Linked DNA regions of Danio rerio: region 2 is linked to region 1. Evidence: chromatin contacts called from public Hi-C data. All regions are on one chromosome and are shown on one strand. Each heading gives the region's core, a stretch centred on a gene start, on an enhancer-like site or on the middle of the called end of the contact. The rest is flanking DNA. Distances are from core to core; before and after follow the strand shown. Region 1 holds the start of cyp1b1 (cytochrome P450, family 1, subfamily B, polypeptide 1). Region 2 has its middle 29 kb from the start of cdc42ep3.

The links. Hi-C and Micro-C count contacts between places; a contact is called where the count stands out from the background.
Region 2: a contact with region 1 is called in a Hi-C map of an unstated tissue, with 3 times the contacts expected there. The contact joins the enhancer-like site here to the promoter of cyp1b1 in region 1. A contact is called at or near these places in 3 of 18 Hi-C or Micro-C datasets (caudal fin, embryo and an unstated tissue).

What each region holds. Positions count from the first base shown.
Region 1 is chr13:45,536,150-45,542,373 of GRCz12tu, reverse strand. It overlaps cyp1b1 (cytochrome P450, family 1, subfamily B, polypeptide 1), which reads right to left and starts at 3,265. Exons shown (of 3, transcript NM_001145708.1): 1 at 2,094-3,265; 2 at 1-91. The coding sequence starts at 3,079.
Region 2 is chr13:45,708,141-45,714,364 of GRCz12tu, reverse strand. No RefSeq gene overlaps it. Among named protein-coding and RNA genes, the nearest start is that of cdc42ep3, 29 kb to the right of the region's middle. Within about 2 kb of position 3,569, at least 7 of the 62 cell types and tissues checked have an H3K27ac peak or open chromatin away from gene starts, as enhancers often do.

The sequences.
Region 1 (6,224 bases), core at 2,016-4,515:
AAGATGAGGCTGGTCTGCGATGGTTGGAAGACGACTGCGATCCACTACCCTGTCCACGTCCTCCTGGAGACGCTTCTGGATTTCTGGATACCTGCAATGTAAGTAAAGATCTTTTTTAAAGATGTTTCAACTTTCTATTGCATGAGTTTACTATGCACTATTGTAAATAGAGATTCTGGCATGGTTCCATTAACATGGTTTTTAAATAACTTTACTGAAAAGTTCTTCCTCTTTAAGTGGTTCTCCTTTTTTTTTTTTTTTTTTTTACAATCTTTCATTTTAATTCAATTTATCTTTATAACCAATGTAGATTGTACACTACCTGAGTAGTTTTAGGAAAAACAAATAATAACTTGACTTCTAGAAGTCTAGTTTCAACTGGGATCAACGACTCGACTTTTGTCAGGTGGTGTACATTGTGTCAGTGCAGCTCAACACTGAAGTTCTAGTAAATTTTAAGAGGGTAAAGAATTTTTGGCTGGAGATTCATTATCATTTCTGTTCATGAATAAAACATGGCTGCATTTTTAAAAGTCAATATTCTAAAATGTGGTTTTCACAATGATGCCAGTGAATTCCTGGAGCTCCTTTTTGTAAGCTTACTTGTTCAAAAAAATAATTAAGGCCACAAGACTTATATTTAGAGACTGCAAGACTAGAAATGGGTGTCAGATAAAAAGGAAATGTGAAAAATGTTTTGAGGGTCCTCCAGGTAACAGCACTGCCTTTGCCACAAATGTAGGCTATTTTTAAATAATTGATGGCATCAATGGTTCCTTCAGGAAATTTAACATCCCTTTCCATTCCCCAAAAATGTTTGTAACATGGAAAAGTTTTCTTTAGATTATTTGGAACCTTGCATTTGAACTTTTTGAGCAATGAAAAGGTTTTACACTTTTAGTTCCAAATTGTAAATTGGTGATTTCAAGAAAAAACTTTATCAATCTTAGATTTTTTTCCCATACAAAAAGTTATTTATAGCTGAAAAGTTTTTTGTTTTTTTTAATTCTTTTAAATTAATTATTTTAATCAGTGTTCTTAATATTACGAGAGAAAAAAATATTTTCTCAGTTGATTCTTTGGCATACTTTTATGAGTGTAAATTATTTAAGGCCATTTTTGGTAAGAATCTTTTTTGTCGCGTCGAAACTGCGTTTTTGGGAGTGCACGTTTTGTGCATTTCTTCGTGGAAAGTTTTAATGAAATGTTTTTTTTTTTTTTTAATAGAACCGTATTTGCGAATAGTTTTTTTTTCTGTATTAGTATCCTGCATGAAGTTGTCATTACGTGCTGAGTTTCACAGAGTGGCCTACATGTTTAAAAGTGTTAGTGGGTCAGGTTTCATTTCATGTTGCTGTAACCTGCCCTCATTATTTGCTGCCAGTACCTGCACGGAAGAGTTATATAACGCACGAGAGCTGTTTGGTGCTTTTCAGATCTGTCCGTCTCTTGCGGACGATCTTAGTTTCCGCACTGCGCACTTTACATGCAGCTCAGTTCAGCAAAATGCAACCAAACAGTGCTTTCATGACAGCTTTGTCATTCCAGAAAGATTGATTTTAGATATTGTTTTTCTGTGCAATGTTAAAGGATTTAAGATGTATTATTGTCCCTCTTTTGCGTGTTGATTTAGTATCAAATAAAAAAAGAGCAACATAAGTCTATTAGCCTATTCCAGAGAGCTAAATTTGTCCTCCTGCAAGTTTTAATTTTTTTAAAGTTTAGGTTTTCAACTTAAAGTTTATACGAGTCTGTTATAGGACTACAAAAGCCAGTTATTTAACCAGAATTAAAAATAATAGGCTATAGCATTTTGATTTTATCAAACATTAAAATGTAGGATTGCCGTAATCCACCGTTGGGTCAAATATGGGCACACCCGTTGGGTTAAAAATTGTAATTTAAAGTTAATAATTAAAAAAAAAACATTCTGTTTGTTCTGAATTTAACCAACATTATGATGACTACTCAATGTTTACTTAGTAAATATTAGTATTAATATTTGTGTGTTAAACCGATTGATTTTCAATAAGTATACTTCATATAGGGCTAAATTTAATTGTAAATGTAATGTTTTATATAATATTATTTACCTGACAAGTAGCAGGATGATCCACTGGAGAGCTGTAGACAGAGTGTCTTGACTGGCCCCGAAAATATCTGAGATGGTCGGTGGCACAAACTCCTTATCCAGAGAGACCCCCGAGCCCCCGGACAGCCCCTTGTCCAGAGCGACGATGAAGGCATCAGTCATATCACGGACGTGGCTCGGTGAAATGGTCTTTCGGTGCTCCGAAACTTTCAATTCAATGAACGCGCAAAACTCCTTGTTGAGCTCTTTAAACTGGTCAAAGAGGGTTCTGATGGGGTTTGGGAAGTACTGCATCCAGGGCATCACATCCACCATGCTCCCGGCTCCGACTGTTTTGGTGAACTGGTCGTTTCTGCCCACCACCTGCTGGAACTCCGCGTCATCGTACGCGTACCGGTTCCCAAAGCACACGGCGCTCATCGTGTTCGCCACCGACACCACTAAATACCGGTGCGGCTGGAAAAACTGCTGCTCGCGGGATTTATTGAGAAAAAGACGGATGAGCTCTCCGATCTCGCTTACGATGTGCTTCTCGAATGTCTGCTTGGTTTGGATGTTGGCTGTGGAGAAATTTCTGACGGTGCTCTGCGCGACTTTCCGGTGCAGTTTCCACCAAGGGGTGTAGTTACCGAAAGCCATGCTTTTCCCGTTAGACACGAACCGGAATGAAGCAAAGTCGGGTCTGCCTGCAAAATCGGTCGCTTTTTTAACGAGCGCCTCTTTGATCGCGTCTCCGTTTAGAACCACCACATTTCTGCTGCCCAGTTTGATCTGAAACACGTCGCCGTATTTCTGAGCCATTCGGCTTAAGTAAAAATGAGGAGTGTTACCGAGCTGAGCGGCGTTGCCGATGACCGGCCACGAGAACGGACCCGGTACCAGCTGCCGACGCCGGAACATGAGCATTAAACACACCATCAGCGACAGCAACACACTCCGTGTTGACAGCTGAAGGAGGTCTCTCAGAGCCAGCAGGACATCCATCATGTATATATTTGCACGTCTCGGAAATCAATGCAGATTCACATTTGGGTATCAATGGACCAGCTGAGCATCAGAGTTTCAGAGTTCGGGTGGCCAACGCTTTGTGGAGTTTCTGTCGGGCTCGTGAAATTATATAGTCTCGGTGGGATGGTCTGATAAGGTTGAAATGAGCTTTACAAGAATTTATCTACAACTGAATAGCATCACTGAGTCTCCTCCTTTGCTCTCTCTCTCTCTCTCTCTCTCTCTCTCTCTCTCTCTCTCTCTCTCTCTCTCTCTCTCTCTCTCTCTCTCTCTCGCTTTATTGTATCGCCAAAGCATTTCTAAAGTTTACATAAAAAAGAACACACATAGCCTATTAAAACATAGCGGTTGTAGTAAAAAAATATAGCCTATAATTAAAAATACAAAAATTATACATTATTCATATCCATATTATATATCAAATTACTTTCTCTCTCTCTTTGAATGCTTCAGCTGTATATATTTCTATATATATATATATTTTAGAAGATCTCTTGGCAAATATATTCTAATTTCTTTCGGTGCTTTTTACTTTTGTTGGCGCACTTTTGATAAAACGATATTAACCTACCTACTGACCTTTTTTGTATATATGCTAAAAATAGTGTTAAAATTGTGTTAGCTTCAAATAAAGGATGATGCAAAACAGTCGTTTTAAAATAAACGTGGCTCTGTGTTCATTTTTTCGTGTTTTCAATTTCAGAATTGTGCTTATGCATGAATACAATAGCTAATGCTGTCTGTTTTAAGAGCGTGATGCTGGCGTACTGGGAAAATGCAATGCAAGATATTTTTATAAAGGATTTTTTCCCACCTGTTGCCACTAGGAGGACCTCATTTCCAAATTGCACAAGATTAAAATGAATACAAGGAATATGAGAACCTAAATAAATTCATTATTAATAATAAGTTATTTCTGCTTCCAATGATATAGGCTAGCTTGTTTGGAATTTCATAATATGGTTTAACAAATGTAAATGTAAGCAATGTAAGATTACTTCTTCTTGTTTAAATTATGAATGCATTGGTCTATTTAGAATTACTGTCTGAAAATTAGATCAGATTTGCATATATAAATTCTATATTTATTTTTCCTTCGGGAAACTAAGACTAACTGTCATTATATTTGGTGTGAAAGCATATCATTCTCACCATCCGTTTTAGCAAAGAAGCAAAAACAACAACAACAACAACAAAAATAATAATCATCATTATCATCATCAAAACGTGAATATCTAATTTAATGTCGAGTGAGTCATCTTAAAAATTCGATAAATACTTTTTGGTTTTTACAATTAAAATCCATTTCACTGTATACAGACTCTTTGAAAGTTTATTTGACACATAAACTAAAATCAACATCAAACCCTAATTATACCAATGTAACTTACAAATGCGTATGTAAACGTAAAATATTAAGATGGATTAATAATGACTGAATTCTTGTAAAAACAAAGCTCAGCGAAAGAGAGCAGCGGCATCTCGAGCGTTCAGTACCACGGACAGCGCGCGCGCTTCTGCACTGATCACGGCACGTCAGATCACTTATCAGCATTACTGAGCCTCCTGACTTAAGTTCAAATAGGCTATTAAAAAGAAGAAATTAAGATTAAATTGTATATACATAACATACATAGACAAAGCACAGTTGTTAATCAGCACTTGAAAGCAATGAAAGCATTTGTCCGCAAATAGCCTAAAATAGCCTATTATTTGTTTCCACATTTCAAAACAGCCGAAAAAATTTTGTCATCAAAATATTATTTTTTAAAATTGTTATAGTTTACGTTTTTTCTTCTTGTTGTTGTTGCTTTTGTTTTTTAAACCGTAAGATATGCTATTGGAGTATTTCAAACTTGCCTATTGTTTATTTTCGTGCCAGTTAATTTTCTTAGTAAATAAATGCATAAGCTTTTCTGCAAGTATATTTCTACGCACAAATCGAGTATTATAATGCAAAATTAATGTATTTTTAATTAATGTTTTTTAATAATATAATTGTTATTTAATTTGCCGCAAATGTTTTTAAAAACGGCAGTGACGCCTTAGTTTTGATAGAAAATTTAACAGATAGGTTAATGAATTACTTTATATTCATATAATTCTTATTATCATATTCTCATATGATTGAAAAATGAACAACCATCAGTGAAACAAAACGTATAAAACGTAAATGGGAACAATCATGCATGCATGCAAAGAGCAGTCGGCGAGATTATGGGGAATTTTATGTTTTTTTCGTTTGCATGATTCATATTTATAAACTTGATTTTTGAGCTTACGCTTGAGCACAAAAAAGTTATTGTTTTTTTTATTTACTTGTTTGGAACCACGTATCCCACACTGTAAAATATGATATGATCAATTAGTTTTCATAGCATATATTTTAGGTCATATTTACTTATTAAACTTAATCATGTTCTAATTTAATTTTATGAGTACGGCAAGCTGTTTTAAGTCACCTTACAAGTTCAATGGACTCATAAGGTTAATTTTAATCATCTTAAAAATTAAGGCAAACAGGATTTTTTACAGTGTAGTTTAGATTGATTTTCTATTATTATTTCTATTAGATTTTCATATTAAGTCCTTGCGTCTTTTGTATTGTAATTAAATACAATATTAATTGATTTGTAAATTAAATGTATTTAATTTAATCTATTTTCGTTTAATTAACATGGACTTTTGTCACCCTCTGAACAGATTCGGGACCCTCAGGCCTTTCTACTACATCAAAGACCAAGACCATGCCGAGACAGGCCCTAAAACACACAGAGACAAACGCACGCACGCAACGCTTTTCTGTGGTCCAGGTGTTTCCTGATAATTGAAAAGCTGTACATTGTCATTTTTACCTGTTTTATATGTAGAGTTGTGTCACATTGACGGCCTGTTGGCCTGTGAGAGAACTTATAGGGATCAAAAGACCCGTATCCATCTTATTTTCCGACTCAGAAGTCTTGTAAATAGTCAACACTTTCGATTCATCTAACATCACAGAATAGCAAAGTTTTTTTTATTTTTTAAACCCGCAACGCAAACCAGTCGTTTGTAAATTAACCTCGGTTATTCACGAATCGTTCACAATAATAGACGACAATAATACAAGTTTCTGGCACCGCAG
Region 2 (6,224 bases), core at 2,320-4,819, 170 kb before region 1:
CAATGTAGATTGTGTCAAAGCAGCTTCACATAAATGGTCATAGTAACTGGATCAGGGTGGTTCAGTTTTTTAGTGTTTAAGTTCAGTTCAGTTTAGCTCAGTTAAGTGTGGTATGAAATCATTACTGAGAGTCCAAACACTGAAGAGCAAATTCATCTATGCGTAGCTTTTCAGATCCTGAACCATGCAAGCCAGTGGCGACAACCAGATCCTGAACCATGCATTCCGCTGTGACTTAGCTAAAGGAAAATGAATTAATTAATTAAATCACATTGTGAAGTAGGTAAAATGTAGGATTTTCATGTAAAATGTAAAATGGTAGTCTTAAAGTTTATTTATGACTTTAATTTTTTATTATTACAGACCAATTCCTGACGATAAATATTAACAATTTGAGCAAAAAATGTTGAATTATTTATTTTTTGTAAAACATTTGTTTTATTTTAATACATTTAATACATTTTGTTTTATACAGTATATATATATTATTTCTTTTTTATTTTTTGGTTAGCACTGCTGCCTCACGACAAGAAGGTTGCTAGTTCGAGTCCTAGCTAGGTCAGTTGGCATTTCTTCTTCTTCTTCTAGCTGTAGCTATCAGGCAAAGCAGAAACGTGACTGTCTCAAGGAAAGTAATTATTGAAAGTTTGTCAGTTTATTGGCTAATTCTTACGAATTTATACAAGTGTATTCATACAGAAATGTACAATTTTTAAAAAGAGGCGTGACACCAAACCCCTAAACCCAACCGCCATTAGGAGATGAGCAATATGTACTGAAGTAAATGAATGAGATCATACAAATTTATAAGAATTAGCTTCTAAATCAAAGAGATACGAATTGTCATGAGATAGTGTTGGTTATAAAAAACATTTAAAGCTTTTTTAAACTAGAGAAGGGAACACTGATATATATACATATATATATATATATATATATATATATATATATATATATATATATATATATATATATATATATATATATATATATATATATATATATATATATATATATATAATCATTTATATATATATATATATATATATATATATATATATATATATATATAGAGAGAGAGAGAGAGAGAGAGAGAGAGAGAGAGAGAGAGAGAGAGAGAGAGAGAGAGAGAGAGAGAGAGAGAGAGAGAGAGAGAGAGAGAGAAAGAGAGAGAGAGAAAGAGAGAAAGACAGAGAGAGAGGCTTTAGTTATGATGGAGACATGAAAACATTCCTGCATGCAAGTCTCGGTGGGGGGGGTCCTGGATCCAGTGTCATCTGCTCGGTTTCATGCTGTCTCATGTGCTTCTTCTTCAGCTTTTTCCTCAAAACTGCTGCCATGTGCCAGAGATACTGACCTCATTTCCAAGGCAACAGCCGGCAAACAGTAGTAAATGTTTAAAATGACACTCCACTTCTATGTTTCTTGGCATTTTTGAAGAATCTGTTGAGTAGTCGTTACATTCCAGTTTTAACTTTGAAGTTAAACTCTGTAATTTACCGGGATTATGTCAGACCATGACTCACCTGCATTATTGTGAAACAAGATGGAGATTTCATTCCAGGGTACGTTATTTATATTCTCCTGGATTTTGTATAAGTGTGGGGGTGTTTGTATCTAATTATTATACAACACATTACCATATTTATACACATTGCTAGGCCTGTATATAATCTTTATCAGTGCTGTCAAACGAATTCTCGCGTTCAAAAATGTTTGTATGGATGTATTTAAAAATTTTTTATTAAATGCCACTTTTTCTTTCTTTTTTCAGCCAGTTTTTTGAGTCTTTCCCCATTAATGAGCAAAACCTTTTGGAGTTCAACAAAAGCTGTTGGGCATTTCTTATTTTGGCCATTTTAAACAATTATAAACAACATAAAACAGAAACATTTTGATGTTCTGAACGCGATTCCAATGTTGAAGAATCGCTTCCTGCCCTCCACCTGAATTTCGCGCGTCATCAATTACGTCATGTGTAAACAACCTATACAATGACATGCCTACCTACCCTAATTAACCTATAGTTAAGTCTTTAAATGACACTTTAGAATACTAGTATCTTAGAAAATTTCTAATAACTGATTTATTTAATGTTTGCATAATATTTTGATATTTTTCTTGTTAAAACTATTATGTTTAGAAATGTGTTGAAACAAATCTTCTTTTCCGTTAAACAGAAGTAAACACTCTAAAAAAACAGGGTTACAAACTACGCAAATTATGTTGTTTTTAACCCTACTGCTGGGTAAATATGGGACAGAACACATCAGAGGTTAAATTAACCCAAGTAACTGGGTTATTGTTGTTATAATAATAATAATAATAATAATAATAATAATAAATAATATTATTAATAATAAAAATTATTATTATTATTATTATTATTTATTTATATAATTTTTTTAAATTAGGGTAATCTTAGGTCAGACATTAAAATATACATAATATTGATACATATAAATATACTCGCTGATACAATTCACCAAACAAGAAATACATAATTTCTACACTAAATAAATATATAAACATAATTATACACTATAAATAAATATATAAATAAAGATAAAATACCACATTTATACACAAAGATATACAAACACAAGATAACAAAAATAAAAGAATAAACAAATAAATAAAAATAAATAATACAAAGAAAAGAAAGGTAAAAAGGCAATTAAGATATAGATGTCTCCTTTCAAAAATTTAGAAAAGGGCTTCAGACTTTCTGGAACTGTTCTGGCTTTTGTTTTATTGCAAACCGAATCTTTTCCATCTGAAGGGCATACAGGAAATCAAAAACCCATTGCCGGGTTATTATTTTAATCCCACAATTGGGTTGTTTTTTCTACCCAATAATTGGTTATTTTTACTTAAATATTAGGTTATTTTGATTTAATAAATAGGTTATATTTTCAAATGTAATTTTTAGCTTTTTTTTTTAATCATTAACAGGTCATTATTGTATTAGCTTAATTTTTTGTTCCATTAAAATTGTTCAGCACATTACACTTTGTAAATACACTTTACCTCAACTAAAAATTTTATAAAAAAAATTAAGAGATCGTACAAAAATACAAACCATAAACTACATTCAAAACAATTTGTTTCATGTATATGGCTTGCCTGAGGTTTTAGATTTTTTTTTCTTCTCCAAATTAACTCAAGGTAAAACATTTTAAACAATTTACATGAATTCACATGCACATGAATTTAAAAAGCCAAATGTTTTAACAAAAAATAAAAAATCATTTTAATGTTGCCTAAGATGTAGTAATGTAGCTGAAGTAGGACTGAAGGATATTTGATTCCAGCTCTCTCTCTCTCCATCATAACACAGAGTCAAGCGTGCCCTTCCTGTTACCGGAACATTATCCAGACATCCACTAACACCATTCCAAACCTTTCCATGTTTTAAAATGCATCTCATTTGTTGCTATGGAAAGGAAATCGCATTCATTCTTTTAGCTATGGCCCATGTTTCAGAACACTTCCTGTCGGTAAGAAAGAGCCAAGAGTACTTTCCGTCTTTCTGTTTGCTTCCACACCAGGAGTAGAGAAATGTTGTATGAGAGTTTTCCCCTGTGTGACACCCTCATGTCGGAGACACTGGCGGCTTTATAGCCAACGCTTGCTCCAGACCAGGTGGAAAATCCTTCAGTTTGAGTTATGCTTTCTTTGGCACCTCTGTATCAAGTACCAAAAGTGTGTTTATCATAAGTCTGACAGTCTCACCTTCTTCCAGGAAATCGAAGTTTGCTGCTTTTGTGCTTCACACAGCGTAGTGTTTGGCAAGTTTGTGAGTTGAAACACACTACGATAATTTACAAAGTGTAATTAAAATACGCTATATAGTTATACGATATGAAAAAAAAAATATAAATCAATCAGCACAAATACGAAGTCAAAAAATGTCCATTAATCTAATATCCGTTTCTCTTTTTATGAATCATAAGTGCTTTTTATTAATTTATGTATATTAAACGGTAAAATAAAATCCATAAGTTAGCAGTTTTTTTATATTTTGTGATTTGTTTTATGCTTATTTAAGTTTTTGAATTGCATTATTGGACCATTATTGAACTTTTGATGTTGAAAAGTTTGAAAAAATAACTTTTATTGATGTTTTGAATAATTTAAAAAGGTCAGAGCAGTGATCATGGGCCCTATACACCCAGCTCAATAAGGTGCAAGACGTGTTTGGCGCAATTTTCAGACCAGCTCAACAGTAACTTTTATCTTTTGCGTCACGTTGTTTAAATAGCAAATCATTGTGCTTCTTTGTGGACTCATGTGTGTTCTGGTCTGAAAAGGAGGTGTGTTAAGGCGCATTGTTGGCACATTGCTATTTTGAGGAACTGAAATAGACCGCGCCATTGACCATCTAAGCTGATTTAAAGCCATTAGTTATGCGCCTATGCAGGTCCAAATGCTTAGACCAGGGGTCTCAAACCCGCGGCCCGCGGGCCATTTGCGGCCCTCAGTGCAATATTTTGTGGCCCGCGCCGACCGCTGTACTCTGACAGAATCAGGGAGAGAGAGCGCTCCCCGCTCCGCTGATTCTATCCGTACAGAGCGCGCTTGTCACTCAATGCGCATTCTGATCAGCTGTGTTGTCGCGCGCGTACTCAAGAGCGGTGTTATCGCGCGCCTACTGAAGGGCGGGACCGAGGGTGTGTCGCGTTGCGGGGGCACTTTTGATCATTTTGGAAGGGCACTTTCTATGCAAGACTAAAAAGGGCATGTGCTCTGCACAGGTTGAGCCCTATGTGTGCACGTGCCTGCCCTGCATCTTATATATATTGATATTATAGGTAGACACAGACTGATGTGACTGGAGTGGGGTGGGGGTGTTTTATTTATATATATACGCCTTTTTTTTAGGTGAGGGAATGGAAGTTTTGAGTGAGTTCCCCCACTTTTTTTCCCTAGGACTTCAATAAGTCAAAGTACAGGTCTAGACTTAATGATGATCATCTTCAAGCCATACTGAGGGTCTCAACTGCTTCCGCTCTAAAGCCAAATGTGGTTCAGATTTGTGAGAAGAAGCGCTGTCAAGGTCTCTGGCAGCAAGAAGTAGGCAAAAGATGCCATGTTCAGAAGAACTGTTCATAATCTTCACTCAATGTTCTATTAATGTTCAGGACACTTAATGTTCAGAAGAAATAATTAAAACTGTTAATAATGACATTTGAGGACTTTTTTTGTGTGAAATCCCTTATGCGGCCCAGCCTCACCCAGACTTTGCCTCCTGTGGCCCCCAGGTAAATTGAGTTTGAGACCCCTGGCTTAGACATTGCCTAATACACACATGATGCATAAATATCTTTACATATAATAAAAATGAAAGGATTAAAATGTTACCAGAATTATCATTTTCTACATAAGCCAGCACTTTATTTTGATGGTCCATTTGAGTATTAGTAGACTGTCTGAAACTTTGCAAGTATGTGTCAACTTACTGTACCCTGGGGAGTGACATCGGATCCACATGCAGGTTTATTAGAATGGTCAGGCAAGCAGTGGTCAATACAGAGACAAACAGATGTATAAGGGTAATCCAGAGTTGTAGGCCCCGTTTACACTAATGCGTTTTAGTTTGAAAACGCATAAGTTTTGCTACGGTTACGCCAACCGTCCACACTACGGCGGAGTTCTCGAGCGCCGAAAACGGAGCGTTTCGAAAACGCTGGAGAGGCCGTTTTCATTCTGAAACGCTGCTGCTCCGTCTCAGTGTGGATGAGCAAAAACGGAGACATCTGAAAACGGAGGCGGGGCTGCAGACATTCGCCTCTCTGATTGGGGCTTTTCCTGAATATTAAGTAGCCTAACACACACAGTTGAGTCCTGCATTCTCTCCTTGTAAGTTCAGACTTCGCAAGTTTGATTAAGGCTGCAGTCTCTTCTTCTCAGTTTGATATGGAAAACAGACTATACCGAGGACACGGGTAAATCTTCAAAGGGAACAGTGTACTTTATAACTTCATTCACATCACCCTGGCTTCGTTGTTTCACTTTCTCAACAATAAAATGTAAACATGATTTAAGGAACTGCCTATTTTCATTTTAATATTAGCAACTTAACAGACAGCAGAAATGTTGAGGCGTCGTGCTGCAAATGAGCGTCATCTTCACTGTGTGAATATTTATAACAAAACGGAGCCGATAACAACTGCCTCCTTTCAATTTCAGTGAAAATACGAAACACACCCTCTCTTTTGCTG